Linked DNA regions of Gossypium hirsutum: region 1 is linked to region 2. The links are chromatin contacts, called in public Hi-C maps. All regions are on one chromosome and are shown on one strand. The core of a region is the stretch at or near the end of the contact, and the rest is flanking DNA. Distances in the headings are between cores, read along the strand shown.

The links. Hi-C and Micro-C count contacts between places; a contact is called where the count stands out from the background.
Region 1: a Hi-C map of leaf shows a contact between it and region 2, with 2.3 times the contacts expected there. The contact joins the promoter of LOC107903358 here to the promoter of LOC121218600 in region 2. A contact is called at or near these places in 6 of 34 Hi-C or Micro-C datasets (hypocotyl, leaf and seedling).

Annotation. Positions count from the first base shown.
Region 1 is chrD06:61,653,682-61,660,160 of Gossypium_hirsutum_v2.1, reverse strand. It overlaps LOC107903358, which reads right to left and starts at 2,195. Exons shown (of 7, transcript XR_005915075.1): 1 at 2,056-2,195; 2 at 1-1,566.
Region 2 is chrD06:61,471,745-61,478,440 of Gossypium_hirsutum_v2.1, reverse strand. It overlaps LOC121218600 (F-box protein At3g07870), which reads left to right and starts at 4,424. Exons shown (of 1, transcript XM_041096062.1): 1 at 4,424-6,499. The coding sequence starts at 4,521. The coding sequence ends at 5,672. LOC107939534 (proline-, glutamic acid- and leucine-rich protein 1) reads left to right here. Exons shown (of 13, transcript XM_016872874.2): 13 at 638-1,941. The coding sequence ends at 1,413.

The DNA of each region.
Region 1 (6,479 bases), core at 946-3,445, 180 kb before region 2:
GTCGGAAATACTCTAAGCAAGAGAAGGAAACTAATATCTGGACTGATTTCTCCCTCTGTATTTCTTGAGAGAAGTTTGAATTTAGTCTCTGCTTTGTTACAGCCAAAGCAAAAACCGCAACCATAAGAAAAGCAGATTCCGCAATTTTCTCCAAATCAACTAGTAGCTCATTGTTTCTTTCGCGAAGCAACAAAGCAACCTGTCGGTGACCAGAGTAGACATCCCGACAGTAGTCCCATATAAGACTCTCCACTAAACTTTTGCTCTCCTCATCTGCTGAGACATACTGGTTGCAGAAGACACCAGTTATGACACCTGCTTCCTTAAAAAGTGTACTGTCCAGATGTCTTTTAATCTCGTTGGTATCAAATTCAGACCCACTACTATGGATAAACTGAAGAATCTGCATATATAAGTGGCTTAAGGGAAAGATTTCCCTTAACAATGCTGATGCAAGGCACAGAAGCACAGGGGCAGTGAAAGAGACTGCACCACTTCTAGCCAAGGCTAATGATAAACATTGTCGAAGAAGACTGTTCGCAGGATCATTATCTGAGGTTATAAAGCCTTTAGTTTCAGAAACCAACTGTTGTGCTACAAAGGCTATTTGATTCTCTGCAGAAATCCGTAGTCTGGAAACAAACTCTAACCCTTGGCCATTGGCTGCTTGTCTACTAGCTCTCAAAACTCCTGCTGCAACCATAACAAGAGCAAATGGAACATAGCTCGCCTTCGAAGTCCCTAATATCTGCTGTGAGAAAGCTTCAATTTTCTTAAGAGAACGTGATTTTATGCAACCAGAAACAACCCATTCAACCAAATGCAAGATCATTAGAGCAGTAGGAACTGTACTACGAGGCCCATCTTCCTTTCCCCAAATTCCCAACAAAGAATCCCAAACTCTAACAAAATGAACATCCACAGAAGAAGATAATGCATATCCAATCCCAGCCAGCACATCCGGGATAATTTCTTCTCCTAGTCTAACCAATTCATAATCTTCTTCCAACAGCCTACAAAGCAACTCCGAGCATGCTATTTTCGAGCTTTCAGACACAGAAGGCACAAATGAAATGGCCCCTAAAATAAGAATACCTTCAGCAAGAAAGGAAGGACTTTTCTTCAAACCAAATTCAGTAGCAAATACATGAGAAAGGACATCAACAGCTGAATCAATAAGCACAGTGGATGGCCTGAAAGACTTCCTCACCCAAATATAAAGAAGCTTGAGCAAGATAGGATATGATTCGGAAGGAAGATCGTAACTTCGGGATGAGAGTACAGATAAAAGAAGTTTGGCTTGAGGATCAGCAACATGGAGAGAAGCTTGTGAGTTAAGGAGGGTTTTCAATGATTGGAGGATGAGGGGATTAAATGTTTGGTTCTGAAGCGAATCCCGAATCTCAGACCAAGCTTGAATTATGGCACGAGCAGACGAAGAAGAAGTCGACAGCGAAGAATGTCCAGAACCAGAGTAGCTAATACCACCAATATTAGTCCTCAACCATTGTTCAAGAAAAAGGGTATTAGTTTGTCTTGCCATTTTATCAAATATTCATTGCCAAACTGCAGAAACATAAACAGCAATACAACTAGGTGTCAAAAGGACAATCTCAATTCTCAACATCATTATTACTAATCTAAAATTCCAAAAATAATTAACCAACACAAGTCCACATGTCCATTTGCAAAATCAAAATCTGGGAAAGTCAAATTTTGATCAAATTTTCAAGCAGTAATTCGAAATTCAAAATTACCTTTCCATTTTTATCAACTATTCATTCCCAAGCTGCAATAAACAAGGGTTCAAAAGGACACTCTCACTATCAGTTCTTCAATCAATATCCCTTAATAATGATTAATAGCCAAATAATTAACCAACCCAAGTCAAAGACAAGTCGAATTGCAAAAACCGAACCGTGGGAAGTCAACATATGATCAAATTTTCAAGCAGTAATTGGAAATCCAGTTTCCAAGTTCAATTGACTGAGAATTAGCTTTTAAAAGAAACCCAAAGAAAGAATCAAAGTTAAAAAGGAGTTTTTGATTACTTACAATGAGCTTGAGAATGAAAATTCCAATCCTTGGTTCAAATATTTGATAAAAAGAAAACGGTGATTCAAGGCGGTAACCCTGTTTATATTTCTGCAGCTGCTAGTAATAACTTCATGATTTTCTGGATAACAACACCTTGGCTGTTTTAAAATCTTAATTCATTAATAAACATGAAAAAATTAGGTAATAAATTTAATTTTAGTTGAAATTATTAACGTTGTGTTTCAAATATTATTATTTTTATTATTAGTTCCAAGTTTTTTAAATTTATAAAAAAAATATAAAATTTTCAAAAATAATATTTATTCTTTTATAAAAAATATGAAGGTTTAATAATTTTACAATTGAATTATGACTAGAGTTGTCCATGGGTCGGGTCAAGTAAAAATTTTAGACCCATTTTTTAGTCTTAGGCCCAACCCGACCCGAAAAATAAGTCTAAAATTTTACCAAAATTTGGCTCAAATAAAAATATTAAAACCTGAACCTGATCCAGCCCGCCCTGCCTATATTAAAATTTTTATATAAAAATATAATACATCAAATATACTAAAAATATTAAAATAAATATTTCCAAATAAAAAAAACTTAAAGAACATTGAGATAAATGTAACTTAGCAAAAAAATACTTTTAAAATAATAGAAAAATAAATAATAAAATAAGAGTTATACAATATCTAAATAATAACAATAAAATATTAACAATATAATAGCGAAATGGTAGCAAAACAATAAAAAATAGTGACAAAACAGTAAAAATTGAGCTAGACTTGAGCCAAAAAAATTTACCCGAGGCACATCCTGTTTAGAAAACGAGTTTTATATTTTTGTACAAACCTATTTTTAAGCCTATATTTTTATCTAAACTCTCATACTTTTCAGGCAAATTTTCAAACTGCAAGTCGGGTGACCTAACCATGAACAAGTCTAATAACAGCATAGCTTATAGTAATTTCAACCCATTCAATGCCTTAAAAGTAAATATTATGGAGTAAAAGATAATTAAAAATAATTTTGTATCTTTCATTATATTTGGTGAAAAGTATTTGAAAAGAAATTGTTGTTTGAATGTTCACACTTTTCGTTGGTGTTTGTTTATTTATTAAGAAATTTAAAGTTGTATTTAATTTTATTGGTGTTTAAATTAAATGTTTTTATGAACAATAAAAGTATTTTTTTTTAAATTCAGAAATAAACTTGAAAAGTTATGAATTTTTATTATAAACAACAATTCCAACTAATAACACAAAATAATACTTGTCGATAAAGGAAAACATTATATGAAACAGTGACGTCATGTTATTTATATTACTTTTTCAATAATTTTATGCCACATCAATATTTTCATTCAGAAAAGAAATCAAACCTAAATTAAAATTCTGAAATTTAAAATAAAACAACTAATATGACATAAAACTATTAAAAATTGATAATACAAAACAAATTTTTTCTTGTTTTATGTTTATTTTTGAAAGTCAACCATAATGTTGACCGACATTGAAGTGAGAACTTCACTATTTATGTTGTGCTGTGCTGAAGCCTACGACATGACACAACAAGAATGATGGGTTTGATTTGTGTATGTATGTCTTTTGTCGTGCGTGGATACCATGTTTAATTAATTAGCTTAATCCAATCATTTTGATTATCAATAAATTGATGCAGGACAAAGTTTATTTAAGTTTAAAAAATAGATTTAGATAAAGGAAATAAGGTTTATTTTCTAACGGGTCAGGCCTTGAATAAGTTTTTTAGTCTGAGCCCAGTCTGGCTCGAATTTACAGAAAAAAGAAAATGTTGCTACTTTTTATTGTTTTGCTATAATTTCACTATTATATTGTTACTATTTTACTGTTATTATTTGTATATTATATAACTCTTGTTTTATTATTAAATTTACTATTATTTTAGATGTATTTATTTGTTAAGTTATATTTTTTTAGTTTTATTTAAGTATTATTATTATTTATTTGTTAGGAAACATGTATTTTAATATTTTTAATGCATTTGATGTATTATATTTTTAAATGCAGGTGAATTAGGCCGAGTTCCAATTTTAATATTTTTATTCGAGTTAGGCTTGAGTAAAATTGTATATCCATTTTTCGAGCCGAGAATGGATAGGATAACTCAGTGAAACAGGTGAATTTTGGGATAAATATAATGGGACGTGAGTTTTATTGGGTGTAAAGGCTTAAGTGATATTGTGCATATCATTAGTAATGGTTTGATAGTCTATTGTAACTACCTTCTCCGATTGGTCCTTTAAAACCAATCGGTGAAAAAGTTATGTAAAACCAAGTAACTACTCAAGTCAAATATGAGTTTCTCTTCTTTCTCTCTCGCTTTTCTTTCCTCTTGCTTTCGTATAAGAAATTTCGATATTTATTTACTTTTTTTTTTAAAAAAATTATCTTTCTAGAGTTTTTTTTATTATAAAAGTTTGAAAGCGGAGCTCTTTTTTCTTTCTTTTAAGATTCTTTCCATCCTTTTAAAGATATTTTTTTAAAAATTTTAGAGTTATACTTGGTCACTTCTTCTCGTTAAGTAAGCTTAGGTATTGTCAATAGTTTATGAGAATAAATTATCTTAGGATGATATAAAAAGTATAATTTATAGGCATTAATAAAATAGTGACACGTCATAAAATTTTAAAGATAATAAAATATTATTATCACTCATCTTAATCTAATATTTTCTCTAACTTAATTTAATTTTAATTAAATTACTTAAAATAATTAATTTTATAAAATTATAAACAAACCATCTTTTCTTCTTTTGCAAATTTTAATTATTTTTTTTCATAAGTTAATATTTTTTATTTTTGTGCAATCAATTTTTTTAAAAAAATAGTAATTTTTGTGCAATTTTTTTCCATGTTATTAACACATAATTTTGATAATTATTTTGCCCTGAACCTCGAACCCAAAATCTTAAATCTTGAACTCAAACCTTGAACTTTAAATCTTGAAACTTGAACATTAAAGTTTAGGGTTTGAGTTTGAGATTTAAGGTTCAATATTCGTGTTTTATGTTCAAGGTTCAAGGGTCCGGGGTTATGAGTTACAAGCTTGGAGTTTAAGGTTTGAGTTTAAGGTTATGGGTTTGAATTTAATGTTTAGGATTCAAGACTCGATATTTTAAATTTAGGGTTTAAGGTTCATTGCTATAGGGTTTGGGTTCAAGGTTATGAGGTTGAGTTTAGGTTTTGGACTTTTATGTTTTGAGTTCAGGGTTTGAGATTCTAGATTCAAGGTTTATAGTTATGGGGTTTATGATTTGGTTTAAAGGTTAAAGATATTAGTTTGAGTTTAAGGTTTGGGTTTTTTAGGTTTTGGGTTCAAGGTTTGAGATTTTAGATTTAGTGATTAGAGTTTAGGATTTCGAATTCAAGGGTATGAGTTCAAGTTTAAAGTTTGGTCTTCTAGGTTTTGGGTACAAGGTTCGAGATTCTAAATTTAAGGTGATTTAGGGTTTGAGGATTCAAGGTTATTGGTTCAAGATTATGGTTTGGGCTTCTAATTTTGGGTTATGGTTCAAGATTTTAGATTTAGAGTTTAGAGTTTAAGGTTGAGAATTCCAAGCTATTTGTCGACGACTTTAGCTTTTCCTTTTGCTCTCAAGGAATCTGGGTCGACGTTAGCTACAAATAGCGTAAACATACAATATCATCAATAATCAACCAAATTCAAAATCAATTGTCAATTTATATAAATTTTATATTTTATTCAATTTAGTCTCCAAAACTGTTACTAACATAACTTTAAATTTAAAAATCTAAATTGAATTCCGATTTCATTATAATCCATTAGGAACCTCCTATTTTTCATTTCTACATGCAATTTTACAATTTATTCACTTTAGTCTCTAATGTACAAAACTATCGATTAACTTTATAATTTAGTCATTTTCTCCTCTAAGCTTAAAATTTATCAACTTAATACCTAAAAATTTAAGAAATTAACAATGGTAACTTTCTAAAACTTTAACAATTTTACAAATTGATACATGACCTATCTAGATTGAGCTTCCATGATTTCAAAAAATAATAATTACAAAAAAAATAACCAAATCGAACTAACCAATTGAAGCTTCAAGGATCGAAACACTTAAGGCCGTTTATTCTTCTTGTCCTTCTTGATATATTCGGAGTTGAAGGATGGAGAAACAATGTTCTCTTTCCTTCTACCATATTATACTTTCATTATAATTTATTTTACATATTTAATTTAATTATAATTTTTTTATAATATTAAAAAAATTTTAACATCCAACCATCAACTGCATCATTTCTAAGGTGGCATAATTTCCATTTTAGTCTTTAGTCCATTTTTTAATTAAAATCTATAGCAATTGAACTTTTACCACTTTTACAGTTTAATCATTATACCATAAGTAATCACTAATTCGGTAAAATTATCTAT
Region 2 (6,696 bases), core at 3,175-5,674:
TTAGTCCTATATTATATATAAAGTTATAGATTTAGTTTACGTTCACCAAGTGGATCATTCTTAGTGGTTATATTTTATGAATTTCAAAATTTTAGTCTTAATGCAAACGACAGTTGTTAAATCTATTAAATTTTTTTTTTTGCGAGTATAATGTGAAAATAACAAACAAACATAGCATTACACGTGATAATATGTTTGACACATCAAAATTTTAAAATAACAGAACTTAATGAATTTAATAGTTATTATTTAGTTAGGACTAAAATTTTCAAATTCTAAAAGTATAGAGATTGAAAATGACCTAATTAAAGTACAAGTACTAAATCCACAACTTACGCAAAGTATAGGGTCTAATAGCTGAAATTAACCTAAATATAACAATGCCTTTTAGGGTTCAACCATAAACTAAATTCATTTTCAGCTCAAATGACCTCTTGGAACTCCTCTTTTGTAGTACTTATTATGCTTCACTCCAAATTGAGGCCAGGGCAAAAAACCAGCTTAGCCTGTAAAGTCAAATAATTAATAAGTTAAAAACATTGTGCAGGCATTTCCATAGTCTGTTGCATATATAGATTCTTGTTAACTTTTGTGCCATACTTCATTTTGTTTAACTGTAATTATATGGCTATTCCAGGTAAACAAGAAGCTGGAATGAAGCTCGCCCAATTTTGTGCCTATGCTTTGTTTGCACTGGAGGTGCTCATACATCCTAGAGCCCTTCCACTAGATGATTTCTACTCTGCTTGTCATAATTCTACTGATGGAGCTAGCAATAGATTCCTAGAAAATATTTACTCTGGCAGTCGGAAGCAAAATACATCGTTTCTCAGTGACATGCGTAGAACAGAACAAGGTGGTGTTGAGTCACATGATGTTGATTTATATGACAGGTGGCTACAAAACGAAAATGAAAATCAAAATGAAAATGAAAACATTCCTGTTGAGGATATGAAGGATCAAACATCAAGACCAAATGATCCATCATTTACAAATGTTTTAGAGGTAAGGGAACAAGAGCCAGCAGCAGCTAATGCAGATGTGCATATGAGAACGGAAAATGAAATTGTGGTGCAGCCCTGTCACTTAGAAGAATCAGTTCCAAAGTCTCAGGGAGTAGCTTCTGCAAAAGCCGTCATGAGTCCTGCAGTTGGAACAAATCCTGAAGGTAGTGAAATAGAATCTAAGACGCCTCTTTCTGCTAGTGATAGATTAAATGATACCAATCATGATATGTTCTCTTGCGTGGATAAAGTTGATGGTTTTGATCATGTTGCTGGAAAAACTTCATCAACCTTGCGAAATGCCGAGAAGGGTAGTTCATCTATGGTGCATTTGGATAGTGACTCATCTATGGACTCATTTCCAGGCATTGTTGATGCTGATCCAGATACTGATGCTGATTCTGACTAGGAAACAGGGTAAGAGAAATGATAATTCATCAGCTGTTCATCAAAATGAATGGAATCTAAGATGGGATAGGTTGTTTGTACCATGTTCTGATTCTTCTTACTAGCAATTTTCCAGCACCAGCAGTTGTAAGTAAAACTGAGAGGAGCACAGCAAGGAGCCAGAACGGAGCAAATTTTATCTTTTGTTTATTTCAACATTAAGTTTCGGAGAATAGAGATCGAATAGCATCAATTATGAAGCAAGGCAAGGGGGCTTGAGAAGTTGACTCACTCTCCAAGTGAACCAAGTTTTGATTGACTCGTGAGTCAGGAAGGATAAAGGGTTATTGTTAACATATATATTTATTCATGGTGATTGTTGTTACGGTAGAGGCCACCTTGTATAAGTTGTGTTCCATTTGCTCTTAGTAGGGAGGTGGAGATATTAGAAATGGTTTAAGAACATTTACTATTGTTTTAGTTCAATTTATGGATAAAAGTTCGTTTTTTGTTATGTCCTAGTTAATGAGAAGCTCCATTTTTGAACCAATATTACGACCTGTCTTAATCATATTTCATGAATCCATGCTTAAGCTGTGAATCTGAGCCTTCGGTGGCGATAAATCACGATGAGAGGATATATACCATCTTATAATCATTAATTATGTAGGGGGTCCCAAAAGTACGTTTTCAACATGCATATTGGTTCAAACAAAGTTTTTACATTGTAAAATATATATTTGATAAAGGTTTACATAAAAATTAGATTAAACTTTAAATCAAATGGTAAAGATTAATGCTATGGTGTTTTCAAGTTTGGTTATGTGTGGGATTTTATATAAAAATATTTTAAAACAATAAACTAAACTCTTAATAATATAATTTTATATAAATAATTATTTTTAGAGGTTTTTTCAATTGAGTTGTTTATGACATCAATTTAGTAAAATGTTTAAATAATAATAGAGATATTTGAGAGATGTTTTTATGCAGAATGCTCGTTGTGCAATTACGAGACAGAATGATTTGAGGACTTGACATTGGCAAGATTCAACAGAACAATTGTTGAGATAATGCTATTTTAATTTAAAATATTGTTGCTATTATTTATTTTAATTAGATTTATTATTATTTTTTAGTGACCATTATCCTTCTACTAAATTTTGGATAAGCTTTAAGATAAGATGATACTTAGGATATAGATAAAAATTATGTTTTAGATAAGAATGATGATGTGAACACAAATGATTGGTGTTTACGATATAACTTAAATAAGATTTTTTTAGCATAAATATGCGTAACATCCATTGTTTGAACATTCAAGTAAGAAACAAAAAGGCTTGCTATTGAGGCTAAGGATGGATTAAATATTCATAGGAAGGTGAGTCTAGTGGTGATGTGAACAAAAATAAGAATGGAGAAGAACCCATTGAGAAAAGAGTGTTGACAATGTTATTAGAAATATGAAGGTGATAACAGGAGCAAATCAACGATGAAGTTGTACAAAGATTGGAGAAGTTTGGTGGGGATACCTCGATGTTATTATGAAACTTTTAACACTTAAAAAAGAGAATATCAAAATGGAAGGAGTCTTGGACATTAAAGTTAAGAAGATAGTAATTTTAAATCCAGTTTGACGATGATGGAAAGCTTAAGCTGGTTGTCATTGAGGAATGGTTCACGACCATTGAACCTTGGACAATGCAAAATAGAGTTACACGGCTTACCTATTCTCGTGTGGTCTTACTATACATTTAAGAAGACTGCTCGGCTATGGGGTGATTTCATCTTGATTGGGGGAGAGCCTTTAAAGATGCAGGGCCTTTAGCTTTGGATCTATGCTGCTAATGGTGAATCAGTTGGAGAGAGTTGAGGTGTGAAAACTAGAACTGGTAATGTGGTGAGGTTAGTGAAGTGGGCACACCTTTTGTAACACAAACACGCAAACATGGACTATTAGAATAACAAAAAAAAAAAAACAATGTTTGGACGTAACCTACGTCTATGGGACATTAACTAGAGAAAAATTTTACTACTAAATCTCATAGAACAGCATTTGAAACCTCATTGCATCTTGTGCACCAACATGGTGAAATGGAGGGAGTTGTATGTTTCAAAAAATGAATCAAGCAAGAACATTCAGTTGTATGAAGCAAGTAGTGAATCAAACTCTGTAGAGAATTGCAACACGAGTATCAAGTGACGAGCCCAAGGAATGAGGGAACTCAAGGAGATGATGCATAATGATAACGGAGTCGTGTTTGAATTGGGTAGTGTGGAAATGAGACGACGGAGTGGAACTAGAGGAGCTTATGGGCCGGGTCTAAATATGGTGCATACTTTAAACTTGTCCAAGCTCGACTCGGTTTGAAATTTAAGTTTAAAATTTTATTTAAATCCATCCATATTTGCAAAAGACTAATTTAAGTTCATTTTAAGTCCGTCCATATTATTTTTATTTTAAAAAAATATATTTATATTATATTATATTATTTTAATATTTATTTATTGAAATTTTTTATATAGTCATCTTAACATTATTTTAATGTTTAAATTAGAGTAGTATTATATATTTGTATATGTTTATTTTTTTAATGTGTTCTAAATTATATAATATATAAAAATAACATAATATTAAGTATTATAAACTTAAAAACGGGCCTTTGGGCCTAATTTTTTTGTCTAATCTCATTTTCGAGCCTAATGTTTTTTTACCAAATCCTCCCAAATTTCAAACTGGCGTTTGAGCTTGGGTGGATAACCTAACTCATGAACAGGTTTAAGTGGAACTAACAAATTTTGAATGATTAAATTATGATAAATTTAAAATTTAATTATTATATTTTGAAATTTTGAAATTTAAGTTTAATTGTTAAGTATATTATATTTTTTTTATTAAATTTGCTTATTTGACATTTTAAAATAAAAAAAAATAATTTATTTGGTAGTCGATTGAATTTAATAAAAAGTAATTCATTTGGGAGTTTTCTTGAGTTGCTGCCCGTGTTTAGTGGAACAGGCTAGCTTGAAACTGTCCAATTTTAATATGTATATAATATTAAAAAAAAAAAAACCTGTTTACGCCGGCAATACCTTGATAGAAAACCTCTACTTTTTTAGCAAACAAAGATGGTGAAAAGGGAGAAGATTGCACCAAGTTTTCAAGTTCCGGACGATATCGAAATAGATATCTTATCAAGACTGTCAGTGAAGAGTTTACTTCGATTCAAATGCGTTAAGAAATCATGGCGTTATTTCATTGAAGATCCTGTTTTCATCGCCATGCATCTCGATTATTACGGTAAAAGTAGTGTTGGTTTTCTGCTTTATGGATCTCGTCCTTATAAGTACATTAAGCAATATCTTAATTGCAGCAGCATCGATGTTTCGATGTCGATCAAAATTTTATTTGGGGAATCACCCGGATACATGATTGGTTCTATCAATGGATTAGTTTGTTTAAGTAATAATTTATATTTCTTCTTGAAGGAAGATAAAAGGTTGAGTATTTATATCTGCAATCCTTCTACTAGAGAAATTTTGGAGCTTCCGGAATGTCATCATGCTTATAATGATTTTGTTCTTAGTATTGGCTTTGGGTTTTGTCCTAAATTTAATGATTATAAAGTGGTAGTAGTAAAGCTTCTGGACTCTGTAGTAAATGTTAGAGACCCCAATTGTTGTCTATTTTCATTAGGGGTTGAAGTTTATAGCTGGAATAGGAATTCATGGAGAAGTACAAAAATAGTAAATCCAAGGTCCGTTTTGACAACTTCATTCCAAGGTAAAGGGTATTTCGATAGAGCCTTTCACTGGGGAGGACGAAATCTAAAGTCATCTAAGAGGATGATCATGTCATTTCAATTTGATGAGGAGGTATTTCGAGAGCTTAATTTGCCAAATCATCCTGATTTTCAAGAGGAGAATTACTTTCTGAATGCACTGATTATAGAATATCAAAATTTCTTTTCCTTGATCATCAAACAAAAAGTAAATATGCATGTTTATGATTTATGGGTGATGAAGGAATATGGTGTATCAGATTCTTGGATTAAGCAGTTGACGATCGAAGTACCGGTCCTGGAAGATCGACTAATGTTTCGACCGGTGATGAGCTTTGAGAACAATGGTGAGCTTCTTGTCCTTAGTGATTGGTATGGGAGAATTGTTTGGTATAATACTAAAACCAAGCAAATTGAGAGGTCAAAGGAAGTATTAAGAGGACGATCCATTCGTTACAAGGAAAGCTTGGTTTCATTGTCTAGAAAAAAAGTAGTATGATTCTTTTTAGTGCTTATTATTTCTGATGCTTTTCGATTTATGATATGTATTTGCATTTGAATATGACTAGAATGTCTTTAGTAGAAACTATTCTTATCTTTGGAATTGAATGTTCTTTATGTTGACAAAGACTCGTTTCCGAGTCCACTTGAGTCCGAGTAACATAGCTTAGGCTTCTCATGTTTGCAGCAGTTTTCCACGAACCTTGGAGTTGCGATCGGAGCTTGGTGTTTCTAATGTTATAATATGAGCATCTTTTAGGTATACAATGCTCCAAGTAGTCTCTGCCTGTACCCCTTACACAGCCTTTACAAAAGCTTATCAATGGCCTCAATGGAATTGATATGCAAGCCATCAAGGGAATCGACTAACATACTGCAGTTCAATTACGTTCCGGTCATCATCTACTTTGAGATGCTCTAAAAGGATATTGAGAGATAAGCTGCAATAAAATGATTAGTCGACTATAAATTACTCTGATAACATTACGAACTCCGAACAGGAAATGGTTGGCTCTGCCCAGTTAAGCAAGGCAGAATATGCTCTAAACGAGAGCTGTTGAACTTATTGTTTTTGCTCAACTCACTGCCAATCGGCTCTTCACTAATGGAACAGGACATCACAGCTTTTACCATATAAACATTATAACACATTGATCAAACTGATATAATGATGGCTTCCAAGGGGAAGAAGAAGCTTCAAAATATACGGATCGGAGATCACCTTTACCGGAAGAATGAACTTGGGAGCAAGCAACTCATTGTATGAACAGATGTAAACTACATGAGAATATGGCAAGCAAAATACCACCACTCATTGTAAGAAGAAATGTTTAGCTACAATATGTGCAATGTTCCATTTACTACACGACTATGGGGATAAATTAACATACAGATGACGAATCTTGCTGGCTGGACCGGCGATGAAAGCAAGAAATCGGAGATGCCGACATTAACTTAATGAAAGACTTAAATTGCAAATTAAAAGATTCAGTAACTAGCAAATCCTAAGGAATCTACAAGAG